Linked DNA regions of Sus scrofa: region 2 is linked to region 1. A link is a contact called in public Hi-C data. All regions are on one chromosome and are shown on one strand. The core of a region is the stretch at or near the end of the contact, and the rest is flanking DNA. Distances in the headings are between cores, read along the strand shown.

What was found. Hi-C and Micro-C count contacts between places; a contact is called where the count stands out from the background.
Region 2: a contact with region 1 is called in a Hi-C map of omental adipose tissue, with 2.1 times the contacts expected there. The contact joins the enhancer-like site here to the promoter of CMTM6 in region 1. A contact is called at or near these places in 8 of 47 Hi-C or Micro-C datasets (brain, embryonic fibroblasts, fetal heart ventricle and 5 more) and 1 of 2 datasets of contacts at active chromatin or transcription factors (alveolar macrophages).

Annotation. Positions count from the first base shown.
Region 1 is chr13:18,481,578-18,488,403 of Sscrofa11.1, forward strand. It overlaps CMTM6 (CKLF-like MARVEL transmembrane domain-containing protein 6), which reads right to left and starts at 3,963. Exons shown (of 6, transcript XM_021071540.1): 1 at 3,736-3,963. The coding sequence starts at 3,873.
Region 2 is chr13:18,840,812-18,847,637 of Sscrofa11.1, forward strand. No RefSeq gene overlaps it. Among named protein-coding and RNA genes, the nearest start is that of CCR4, 16 kb to the right of the region's middle. Within about 2 kb of position 2,685, at least 7 of the 83 cell types and tissues checked have an H3K27ac peak or open chromatin away from gene starts, as enhancers often do. A contact at or near this core is called in alveolar macrophages and omental adipose tissue, where this site is marked.

The DNA of each region.
Region 1 (6,826 bases), core at 2,713-5,212:
TTAGGGGATGCTTATGTTATGGACAAGCCTTGGACAAAATTAATGTCACATCTGTAATATAGGAAAAAGAATGTGTGTGTGTATATGTATATATTTATGACTGGGTCACTTTGTGTACAGCAGAAACTGGCACAACACTGTAAATCAACTATACTTTAATGAAAAAAAATTTAAAAACGATGTTCATCAAAAATTATTAAAGAAATTCAAATCAAAATTACAATGAGGTATCACCTCACACCAGTCAGAATGGCCAGCATCAAAAAGTCTACAAACAATAAATGCTGGAAAGGGTGTGGAGAAAGATGTGAACCCTCCCTCCTACCTGTTGGTGGGAATGTAAATTGGTAAAATCTCAAAAAAAACTAAAAAAAGAACTACCACATGATCCAGCAATCCCACTCCTGGGCATCTATCAAGAGAAAACCATAATTCAAAAAGATACATGAATCCCAGTGTTCAATGCAGCACTGTTCACAATAGCCAAGACATGGGAGCAACCTAAATGTCCACTGACAGATGAACAGTATGATAAAGAAGACGTAGCACATATATACAATGGACTATTACTCAGCCATAAAAAACCAAAATAATCCCATTTGTAGCAACATGGATGGACCTAAAAATTATCATATTAAGTGAAGTAAGTCAGATAAAGCCAAATATCATATAATTTACATGTGGAATCTAATAAAAGTGACACAAAAGAACCTATTTATAAAATAGAAACAAAGATTTTTAAATCAAACTTAGGGTCACCAAAGGGGTCACTGTGGGGGGGGGGGATAAATTCAGAGGATGGGATTAACAGATCACTATTATATATAAAATAGATAACTCACAAGGACCTACTGTATAGCACCATACACAGTGTTATACAATATCTACTCAATATTCTGTAATAACCTATTTGGGGAAAAAAGAATGGATATGTATATGTATAAATGAATCACTTTGCTGTACATCTGAAACTACACTTGGTCTTTGCCAAAAGGCCTAGAAGCAACATGTACACCTGAAACTAATTCAACATTGTAAGCCAACTATATCCCAATAAAAGTTTTTTAAAAGAAAAAAAAATTAAGGTCATATCTGAATGGCAGGCACATACTCTAACTCCAAGAGTATGTAACTCAAGAGCTAGTTATGCTATTGCCTCTCTAAATTCGCCTTCAGCTTGGAGGCTCCACTTTCTACCGTTCGGTGTTCAACTCTGTACCAGCAAGCACATCCCACAGAGCCTCGGAGATTTGTAAAAATCTTAAGACTGGAAAGAACCTCAGAGGAAATCTATCCAACCTTCTCGAATTCAAAAAATTTCCTAAGTACACAGTGTCTGGTTTTTAAGTTTTAGAAGAAGATTCATTTCTCTTTTGAGGTCTTTGAGAATCTAGTAAGATTTATGGGTCCAGAATAATGTACCCGAACACAGAAATGCACTATATTTTGAATAAAATATCATAAGGCTTGCAGGTCCCTTGTTAAAGTACCTCCTCTTTTGATTATGGGTTTCTCCACTATAGCTTCCTAATTGGAGCTCTCCAATTACATTTAATTAAAAAATAAGTTAGCTAAAGTAAAACAACCTAAAGGCAGAATCTGAGTTAAGGCAAAGAAGATTTTGCCTGTTGCCCCAGGCTAGATGACACTTTTCACTTACTCCATATATAACTTCTTGGGACTTTCTGGGTAACTCTTATGATGTCATCAAGAGGTAAGATGTTCATAGAGACAAAGCAGGAACAAAAAGGCAATCATTGAAATGAAAGGCAATAATGGAAAATTTTAAACATCTACATTAAGGAAAAGTGATTTTGTAAATTACAAGTTCCCATAAACAAATAAATGGATTTCACGAAGAGACATCAGATGTTACTCTTTCACTTTCTCTTTATGGATGATGGAGAACAAGCAGGAATAGTCTAACAACTTTACAAGGCAAACTCATCTTTCCCCTCCTCTCCACATTCAAGTAAAAAGTCTACTACCCTTGGAGTTCCTGTCGTGTCTCAGTAGTTAACCAATCCGACTAGGAACCATTAGGCTGCGGGTTCGATTCCTGGCCCTGCTCAGTGGGTTAAGGATGCAGCTTTGCCGTGAGCTGTGGTGTAGGCCGCAGATGCGGCTCAGATCCCCTGTTGCTGTGGCTGTGGCGTAAGCTGGCGGCTATCCGATTCGACCCCTAGCCTGGGAACCCCCATATGCTGTGAGAGCAGCCCAAGAAAAGGCAAAAAGACCAAAAAAAAAAAAAAAAAAGTCCACTACCCCACTTTTGGTTGTATTCTATTATAAAGATATGGAACTTTGGTTTATTAAACTATAATAACAAAGGTAATGAGAAATTTTACTTTAGATTTGCCAGTTCTGATTAGAAAGGAAATATAATGGCAACCTAAAAGAAATTTAATGTACAAGAGACCAATATTGATATGTCTTCTGAGCACCAAGAGTACTTCAGATGAATATTTATTCTTTTCTGTTCTAAAGAGTTCTACTATTTAGAAACATTTTAGCTCTAAGGCAGACAAATATAGCTTGTATCTAAAAGTCATGTGAGAACTGACAAGAGGAAGGGCAGAAGGAAGCCCTTCTGGGTAGAAAGAAGGATCCATGCAAAGGAACAATGGCAGAAAGGAAACTGAACCTGCTAAGAACAGAAAGCTTGCCAGTTTGGAACTAAAAGTAGAGCCAGACCCTCCTAAGTTCCATAGGCCTGTCACTTGCCTCCACGTGATTTCCTAATTATTCCCAGAAGTGGCTAAAAAGTAGCATTAGTTTTCCCACTGCTATTCTTCTATACAATAAAAGTAGGTCATATGAGTTCTAAGAATATAAATTCTGGTTATCTGAGTTCTAAGAACTTAATTTCTTCCGAAGGAAACCAACTGGCTATTTTCACGTGGGATGGTTAAACAAACCAAACCAACCCATAAACTAGAAATGCTAAACAGTCTGATTTTCCCTCTGGCAGAAAATGTTATTCATCATTGCTTAAAACAGCAACGATGTGTGTGTGACTTGAATTAAAATTTAAACCTCAGAGATGTTTTGATATTTTCACTAATAGGTTTAAGGTCCTTAACCAAAGCCTAAAATAAACTGAAATTCAATGAAACTGAAAAAGAAGTACACCGTGCCCTGGCACTGCTACCTGCGTACAAACACACCAAAAAAAGGTTGTCCTTTTGACTTTGTATTTAGTACACACATATTGCTTATTCAGGAACAATTCTTTTCCAGCCAATATATAACTATTTGGAGACAATTTAGGACACACACATCTCAACACCATGCGCAGTATCCAAAGACTCTGTCCAACAAATTAAACTGCCCCCATCGGCGCGCACCAGGAAAACCGCAAAAACCAGAGAAAGATAAAAAAAAGCATTTCATTTCCTAAATATGAGGACTTCGGGAGATAATGTTCCCAGAGTAATAGCTGGGAGAAGCGATGAAAGTCGCTATGGAAGTTGAAAGTCTGCGTGGACGACCTGGGTCTCCCCCACGCACTTCCTGCGCCCGCCAAACACACTGAGGGGTCCTAGGTCGCCACCGGGAACTCAACCCGGACGTACCAGGAGAGGAGGGGGCCGGTGGGAAGGGGGAGCCCGGAAGGAAACAGCCCCTTCCCAGGCAGAGGGGGAAGTCACTGGGGGTGTGGAAACTGCCCCTTCCAACAGCCAGGTTGAGGGCGGCTCCGCAACCTCCTCTCTCCCGCCCAGCCCGCAGACTCACCAGCTGCATAAATTTGAGGATTCGCAAGGGCCCCTTGAGCCGCTTTAAGGTGAAGTAGCTGGAGAGGCCTCTCCGGGCGCCTCTGGAGGGGGCTGGGTGCGCCTCTGTGGTGGGGCTGTAGACCGCTCCGTTCTCCATCGCCCAGGGCCCAGGGACGCAAGAGAGCTGCTGGCGTCTCAGTCTCGGCGGACTCCGCGAAGGCCGTCACTTCCTGGGCCTCCGCCCGCTTCCGGCCGACCCCGCCCCGGTCCCGCCTCCGCTCGGCCCCGCCTCCGCTCGGCCCCGCCTCCGCTCGGCCCCGCCTCCGCTCGGCCCCGCCTCCGCTCGGCCCCGCCTCCGCTCGGCCCCGCCTCCGCTCGGCCCCGCCTCCGCCTCACTCTAGTCCCGCCCCCTGCCGCGAGGCCTTACGCATCGAGACTTATAACGACTTGGAGAGACTCAAAGAAGGGGAACCGCAGGTGCAAAATTCCTGAGGACTGAACGAGTTCGGCGCAGTTTGAAAGGGCTAGTGTGGCTAGGTTAAGTAAGGGAGAAGTAGGTGAAGCTGAAGATGTAGTCAGAGACCAGATAATGCAGGGGGCTTGCACAGCAAGGGAAAAATTGGATTTCATTTTAAATGCTATGGGCTGTCTGGAAGTATTTTAAGGAAGCTCTCTCCTGCTTCTCTCTGAGGTTTTAGGCTTACTTGTCAAAATTGTTCAATTTACTTGTCTCTTTCTTGTTCACCAGCTGCTACGATCACATGTTAATTTTGGTGAACTTAGACTTATCAATTAGGAGTTCTTGTTGTGGCTCAGCAGAAAAAAACCTGACTAGTATCCACGAGGATACAGATTCGATCCCTGGCCTAGCTCAGTGGGTTAAGGATCCAGCGTTGCTATGTTGCTATGAGTCATGGTGTTGGTCACAGTCATGGCTCAGATCCCTCATTGCTGTGGCTGTGGTGTAGGCCAGTAGCTACAGCTGCTATTGAAGCCCTAGCCTGGGAACCTCCATGTGCCGTGGGTGCAGCCCTGAAAAAAAAAAGTAATTATATTTTATCTACTGAAGTTGATCCAGTCATATGCCAGGCACACATATTTCTCCAAAACAACGTAATGTAGGTACTGTCATAAGTTTTACAGATGAGAAAACTAAGGCTTAAACCAAGCCCTTCCAGGTACAAAGGCCCATCTGTGTCCCCTTGTTTCTTGCCTGTAGAAAAAGGCTTTAGTCTCCTAGGCCTTTCCTGAGCTCCAAAGAGCAGAGTCAAGCGGTTACTAATTAGAGAAGTGAGGAATGCAGAAAGAAAAGCAAGAAACAACAGTTCAGTGAATAGAGTCCTAGCTCCTCCTCAGGGGATGCACATAACATCTGACACAGATTTTGAGTTGTTCTGCAGGAACCAAGTCCCCCCACTCAGGTGAAGAATAGTAGCTACATGCTGACAACAAGCACATAGACGCCACACTTCTGGTTGGAACCAGAAGGTGGGTGATGAAGATTTTTGAAACCTGAAGGTTGTTACAGTACCATCAACCAATCAGAAGTAAGTCACGCCCCCTTCAACTCTCACCCCAAATGTTGCCTTTAGAGCCCTCCCCAGAAAACCATCGAGAAGTTCTGATCTTTTGAATACTAGCCATTCATGCTCTTTGCTGGGCTATGCAATAAATGCTGTACTTTCCATCACTATGACTGGGTGTCAGTCAGCTGGCTTTGCTATGCAGTGGGTAAGCAGACTCAAATTCAGTTTGGAAATAAGGCCAAGAGGCCAAGGATAACATCCAAGGTCAAACACCCAGGGGCAACTGGAATGTAGGCCTAGGCAGTCTGACTCATGGCCTTGCTAACCGCTAGCCCAGCAAACCTCAAACCGGCTATCCATTAGGGCCTCAAGACCCATGGAGGAGGGAAGGGGTTACTGCTGCCCTCTGTTTCCACATTTATCTTCTGTTCTCCACAGCCCCAAACTTCCCTTTTTTTCCCCCTAGTAACAAAACAAAAGGTTCCATTCAAATAAATAGAGACAAGTAGATACTACCCTGCAGGAAGATGGGGAGGGACTCTACAGTCAGCCAAAGCTATCCTTCTATCTTTAATTGAACATTCTGAACCTCTTGCTGAGGCAAAGCAGCCAACAAATCCTGTCCAATAAAGCCACTGTGTTTTCACCAGGGCTCTAAGAATTCAGTGCTTTGTTATTCTTCAAATCACCATCATCCCAAATAAGTCACTACCTGCATCTGAAATTTACTTAGAAATTCATCGCCCCCTCCCAAAAAGATGGGTTAATGAATAAAGATATGAGTAAAAGGAGAGTCTGGTGAAAAAGCAACTGCAGGAACATGTCAATGGAGTAGTATATGGGTGTCCACTGTACAGTTATTTCAACTTTTCTGTGTTTGGATAGTTTCAAAATAAAATACTGAGGGAAAGTTACAAAGAAAAAGGAGACTATGAGAGAGAAGATGGATGGCTCTTTCAATGGTCTTGGTTTGTTTATGGTGCACTTGGGCAATACTAAAGGAGTCTCTTCTTCTCTTTGAACTTAGAAGAGGGTAAGAATGTAGCCTGTGATTCACAAACTTCAGGGTGCATAAGAATCTTTTTTTTTTTTTTTTTTTTTAGTTTTTAGGGCCACACCCGCAGCGTTTGGAGGTTCCCAGGCTAGGGGTCTAATCGGAGCTGTAGCTGCTGGCCACAGTCACAGCCACAGCAATGCAAGATCTGAGTGGCATCTGCAACCTACACAAAAGCTCATGGCATTGCCAGATCCTTACCAGACTTAGCAAGGTTGGGGATCAAACCTGCATCCTCATGGATGCTAATCAGATTCTTTAACCACTGAGCCACGACAGGAACACCAAAAAAAAAAAAGATTCTTGGAGATCCAGCCCCAAAGTGTCTGAATTTGGATAGGTCTCAGGAATATGCTTTTGTAAGAAGCTCTCCAGATAATACTGGTGAGAAATCTATCCATAATGGAGGAACATTGTCTTACGATGTGATGGAAATATAATGTGAAGGGAATGAAAGCTATTAGGTAGGAGACAGCAGTTGTGCCATAACCTCCTTTGCTCTGATTGATTTGAGGGTGCTTAGGATTTAG
Region 2 (6,826 bases), core at 1,435-3,934, 360 kb after region 1:
TTTGTGAAAGTGTTTCATCAGAAAGTATTCCCAGGAAAAACCAGTGGGGGATTGGAGACATATAGAAGGAAGAAGACCAGGCAAGGGCGTACCATAGAGAATAACCTAGACTTAGTCGCACAGAGGTGAGCAGTGTAGCTAGTGTAGCACACACTCAGGCTTGTCCTAAACAAGAGCAAGGGAACTGGGGTATTATACCCTGGCACCAGTCATGGCTGGTGGCTCTAAACCTCCAGGCACTCTGGTTCTCTGTACTTTGTACCTAAATGGTTCCTGTCACCACCAGTGAAGACCTGGCCATCACAATACTTAAGGAAGAAAACTTCCTTAAGTATTTATTGTCAAGTACCTTATAAGCATTTTCTTATTTAAGTACCACAACAGCCAAATAAAGCAATTATGTGCTCATTTTATAGGTGAGCAATCAAAGTAGGAAAGAAACCTATTAAAGGATGAACGTTAGTAAGTGACACAGATGAATCTGCCTTAGCTTTAGTTGCCTCCAGACATTCTGAGATTTCCATGCTACCAAAGGAAACACATTTCTGCTTAGGGAACTGTAGCTGGCCAACAGGTTAGAAGTGCAAGAGAGAAAAGCCATCACAACGGGGGAAGTTTGCAATTCTGAGTATCTGGAAGGAATTTATGTAAGAGTAAACATTAACATAGCATTTTAAATTGGGGGGGTTGCACCTGTGGAACGTGGAAATTTCCAGGCCAGGTATTGAACCTGTGCCACAGCAGCAATCCAGGCTGCTGCAGTGACAATGCTGTATCCATAGCCTGCTACACCACAAGAGAACTCCAATATAGCCTCTTACATTTGTATCACAACTCTTATGGCCAAACCCATGGCATGCGAAAGTACCCTGGCCAGGGATCAAACCTGTGCTACAGCAGTTACCTGAGCCATAGCAGTAAAAATGCCAGATCCTTACCCAGTGAGTTACCAGGGAACTCCTGTATCACATCCTTTTAAAAGTTACTTTCACATAATGTCTTCACTTTTATATTTACATCCATCTTTGAAGGTAAGTTGCCACAGCAAGCCAAAGGCAGGGAGAATCCAAACCCAAGCTAGAGTTGCAAAGGGGAGATGGCTCTGGATTGGGAGAGATTGTGGAAGAGGTGGGGCAGTTTAGGCAAGGAATGGCAATGGGATGAGCTTGTTTCTGGGGGGATGGTTGGGGAGGTGAGGAACTCTAGCTTGTAGGGCTAGATCCCCACAGGATGAATGGGTTCTGAGGGAGGGAAGAGGGGCCTTGGAGCTCAGCTTACTTGTTTGGCTCTGCTGGGTGGGATGATAAGGGCATAGGGATGGCCGAGAGGTGGGAGAGTCATTCTATGGTAGGTGCAGAAGGCCGGAGGAGGGATGAGAAGCAGGAGATAAGCCCAGAATGGGGACTGAGAATAGATGGGAAGAGCTGGAGCTAAGGAAAGCATACCAGTGGAGACCTAGAAGGCTTGTTGACAGGAGAAGTGGAGTTTCATTCAATGGTTCAGTGGTTTGTTCAGTGTCACACAGGAGCCCAAACCTGCGGCATGGGGAGGGGTGCTCTTTCTGACCCAGGTTCTAAACCTTTCTGTTGATTCTGGTGACTCACTGGAGAGCTTCATTCTCTTCCCCAGATTTTGCCATCTAATGCTCAGGAAAGACCTCTGAGGGTTCTAGACCAGAAATCCCAGCTCTCAGAAGCCCCTAATTCAGTGCTGCTGCCTCCTCACAGGTAAAGCTGCCTTACCTTTGGGCTCCCAGTTCTCATCTCCTCCATGCCAGATCATTGCACCTTCCTCATCTTTTTCTCCTCTAAATCCTTCAGAGCCAAGAGTGTTTGAGAAAGAGCAGCCACTCTGGAGAAGGTTAGAGACAAATGAGTGTCCTCAGAGGACAGTCAGATTTTTAGTATTTAATAATGTTGGACATGGAGGGACTAGTGAGAGAGGTGGTAGAGGATATAGGGGTAGGGTGGGAGAAGGCATTCCTGATGAAAGGCCATGAGGTCAGTATGTACAGTGAGAGGCTTTGGAGGTGCTGAGTTTTTTTCTAATGTTGAACTGCCTTCTCTAACCCAGTTCCCCACCTAGAGATGTGCAACCCAGTCCTCTCATTTTAGAGACAAGGAGGCTTGGGTCCAGAAGGGAAAATGCTGCAGCACCTCTTCACTTCCCAGTCACAGATTACAAGACTGGGATAAGGTCTGAGGGGTCTGTTTGTTCAAATCCAGACACAGCCTCTTTCTGCTGGAACCCTTCTGGTATGGGGACCTACCTCCTACGCAAACATTTTCTTCAGCTAAAGAACATCTCCTGGGTCCAGTTCTGCCAGTGCCATCCTGAGCTGCCACCAATCTGGAAACGCCTTTTGCTAAAAAAGCCTTTAGTAACCAGAAGATGCTACCAATCCCCTGCCCACTCCTCAGCCCCTGGACTCCCACATTCCCCAGATAGCTGGGGAAATGACAAGAGCCTGTGCTGTCCCTTTACTTACAGTTCAATTCATCCAACAATTCAAATGGAGGCTTTACCACCTTCCTCCTTTTTGCAGATGAGAAAGCTGATCTTAGAGGGGATAATTCCCTTCCCTCAGGCCACAAATCTTAGAGGTTATGAAATCTGGCTCTGAGTGAAGCTTGGCCTCAGCCTCCAAAGCCCTTGCAAGTTGATGTTATGCAATCTGCCTCCATTTCCTGGCTGTGTGACAAGCTCTTAGTCTGATAGGATGGGCAGTCTCAATGCAGGCTGACAGGGCCGGTCTTCTTGAGGTTGGATTCTCCCAGGTTGGGGGAAGCTTAGAGAAGAAGATGGCATTGCGTTGGCCTCTGAAGGAAGCACTGTATTCAACTGGTAAGGAAAGCGAGAAGAGCATTTATGGCAGAAGGAATCAGTGTGAGTTCAGGCCCATGTTATTCAGCAGTTCTCAGCTTCCAATTATTCAGAGCGCTGAGCCCTGACAGCCACTAGATGTTCCTGTGGCTCTTGCCCCATAAGAACTCTCAAGACATGCCTCACTTTCTTGGCCCTAACTGGCCGCAAGTCGGCTGCCTCTGGATAGGTCACTCCTATCCACCTGGGTGCATATGAATGAAATAACACATCCACTGGCGATGCAGCCTCGGAGCTCGTTTGGCTCTGATTGGCTGCAAGACGCCTCTCCAGGCCAGCCACTCAGAGGTGTCCCTCAGGCCTCCCTTGCCTCTGATTGGCTGGGAGGAGCGCATGCTCAGACACACACTGAGCCAAACTTGTGAGAGGTGGCAGTTAACCGCCAACAGTAGTGGGCCACATGCAGTCTCTTCACACGCTCTTTGGGCCCTGACAGGTAACTTGACTTGACTTGACTCGGGAGAAGGGAAAGGACTGGGCGCCAGGATGTGGGGAAGGGGCGGCTGTGGGACCTGGGCAGCAGCTCTTACCTCAGAGCTGTGGAAGACGGAGGAGCCGCCCAGGCGAAGGCTGGGCTGTGGAGGAGCCGGGCCTCGTTTTCTCCCAAATCTGCCTCAGAGCATAGCAGCCCCTCTGGCCACCAACCCTGGGCCGTTTCCCCTCCTCATTAAGTCTCTAACTGCAGCCTGGAGACGAGGCCATAGGGGCCCAGATCTTATGTAGTGTCGAAGAGACAGAGAGGCTGAAAGGACAATTGTTTATCAACCTTCGATCTTCTTTGTGGTGATTGGATTCGCTCTTTTTTTGTCTTTTTAGGGCCGCACCCGTGGCATATGCAGGTTCCCAGGCTAAGGGTCCAATCGGAGCTACAGCTGCCTGCCTATACCAGTCACAGAAACGCTGGATCCTTAACCCATGAACGAGGCCAGGGATCGAATCTGTATCCTCATAGATGTTAGTCAGATTCGTTCCGCTGAGCCACCATGGAGGCTCCTGGATTTGCTCTTTGATGAACATGTTGGCCCCTTCTTGACATCACACTGTACTTTTGTTCATAATTAGAAACTAATGCATGTTTCCTAATTCATAGTTTGAGAAAAATTGTGATATATATATATATCATATCTCTCTCTCCCCTGGGAGCAAAAAGAAAAACTAGCTCAAGTGAGGTGGCTCCTGTCCTTACTTGATTGGAAGGAAGAATTGCCAGGGTGAAGCCCCAAGAAGGTGCTGTAGAAGTGAGCATGGAAGTAAAGGAAGACTGTTCCTTGGGGCAGAGGAAAACCATCAGGAAATCAAAAGAAAACAAGGAGATGGGTATTGACCACTTCGTGGGGGTTATTCTTAGGGGTAACTTATGAGATAAAGCCTGCACCCAACACAAGGAAACCACTGATCTGTTCTCAATCTCTGTAATTTTGGCGAGAATGTTTTAAAAGGGAGACATACAGTTTGTAACCATTTTTCATTCAACATAATTACTTTGCAGTCCATCCAAGTTCTTGTGTGTAATTTGAAACTAGTTTTTAGGAGAGTTGAGGGTCCTTGTGGACTCATGGAACCTCAACCTCTCAGTGGTATGGTCTGACTTCTGCTAGCCAGATAAGATGCCAGGTAAAGATAATTCAAAGTTCAAGCACTGGATATTAATCTCGTCTCCATCACTTACCAGCTTTAAGTTGTTGACATGGCTGCTAATATGTTTGTATCTCATTTTCCCCATTGACATATGAAAGATAATGTAAAAAGCCTCTTATAGAATTATTGTGAGGGTTGGAATGGATAGTAGATATACACTCAGTAGAATGTATATTACAAAGTAAATACTCCATAGTTCATCTTTTATTTATTTATTTATGCATGCATGCATGCTTTTTAGGGCCACAGTCGTGGCATATGGAGGTTCCTAGGCTAGGGGTTGAATCGGAGCTACAGCCCCTGACCTATGCCACAGCTCACGGCAATGCCAGATCCTTAGCCCACTGAGCGAGGCCAGGGATCGAACCCGCGACCTCATGGTTCCTAGTCGGATTTGTTTCCGCTGCGCCATGATGGGAACTCCTCAATAGTTCATCTTTTAGAGTTCTGTTATTCATTTTACTCATGTCAGTATGAAAGAATAAAATTAATCAAATTAGGGTTTTTCATTTTTGAAAAGGCTGCTGTAACTTCAATTTATGTTAATCTCCATTAATGTTATTACTAAACCTTTTACCATCTTCAAACACCTGTTATTACTAAAATAAATGAATGAGACTAAACTTAAAAGCTTTTGCACAGCAAAGGAAACCATTCACAAAATGGAAAAAAAAAAAACCCTACAGAATGGGAGAAAATATTTGCAAATGATGTGACAAGGGGTTAGTTTTCAAAATATATAAACAGTTCATACAACTTAGTATCAAAAAACAAATGCGTGGGAGTTCCTGCCGTGGCACAGTGGTTAACGAATCCGACTAGGAACCATGAGGTTGCGGGTTCGGTCCCTGGCCTTGCTCAGTGGGTTAACGATCCAGCGTTGCCGTGAGCTGTGGTGTAGGTTGCAGACGCGGCTCGGATCCTGCGTTGCTGTGGCTCTGGCGTAGGCCAGTGGCTACAGCTCTGATTCGACCCCTAGCCTGGGAACCTCCATATGCCGCGGGAGCGGCCCAAAGAAATAGCAAAAAAAAAAAAAAAATGCGGAGTTCCCATCGTGGCGCAGTGGTTAACGAATCCGACTAGGAACCACAAGGTTTCAGGTTCGGTCCCTGCCCTTGCTTAGTGGGTTAACGATCCAGCGTTGCCATGAGCTGTGGTGTAGGTTGCAGACGCGGCTTGGATCCTGCGTTGCTGTGGCTCTGGCCTAGGCTGGTGGCTACAGCTCCGATTCGACCCCTAGCCTGGGAACCTTCATATGCCGCGGGAGCGGCCCAAGAAGTAGCAAAAAAGACAAAAAAAAAAAAAATATATATATATATATATATACACTAAAAAAAGATACACGCCCCCCCCCTTTTCTTTCTTCTTTGTTTTTTTTTGTTTGGTTGGTTTTTTTTTTTTTTTGCTATTTAAGGATGCACGCGTGGCGTATGGAGCTTCCCAGGCTAGGGGTCAAGTTGGAGCTGTAGCTGCCGGCCTACACCACAGTCACTGCAACGTGGGATCTGAGTCACGTCTTCGACTCTACCACAGCTCACAGCAACCCAGATCCTTAACCCACTGAGTGAGGCCAGGGATGGAACCTTTGTCCTCATGGATCCTAGTCAGATTCATTTCTGTTGAGCTACAACGGGAACTCCATCATGCACCCTGATGTTAATATCTACGCTATTTACCACAGCCAAGACATGGAAGCAGTCCAAGTACCCATTAACAGATCATCTTCCTAGATATGGCATATATATACAATGGAATGTTATCCAACCATAAAAAGAATGAAATTCTGCCATTTGCTATAATGTGAATGGACCTAGAGAATATTGTGCTTAGTGTAGTAAGTCAAATATTATATAACTTTTACGTGGAATCTAATGTAAATGAATGTATATGCAAAACTGAAACAGACACAGATAAAGAAAATAAACATGGTTAACAAAGGAAGAAGGGGGGAGGGACAAACTTAGGGGTATGGGATAAATAGATACAAATTACTATGTATGAAATAGGTAAACGACAAAGATGGTATAGCAAGAGACATTATCTTGTAGTTACATGGAGTTTAAACTGCAAAAATACTGCATTACTGTGCTGTACACCTAAATACTGTAAATTTTTTATTTGGTAAAGGAATAAGAAAATAGAATATTTGGTATTTTATATAATAGGAAATGCAAGGGAGAAAAAGAAAGCAGAGTGGGGATTGATAGGATATATCAGAGGGTTTAAATTTTCATTTAAACCCTCATTTGGAAAATAATTTTTTGGTAAAAACTTGAAAGGAATGGGAGAATTTCCGAACATACCT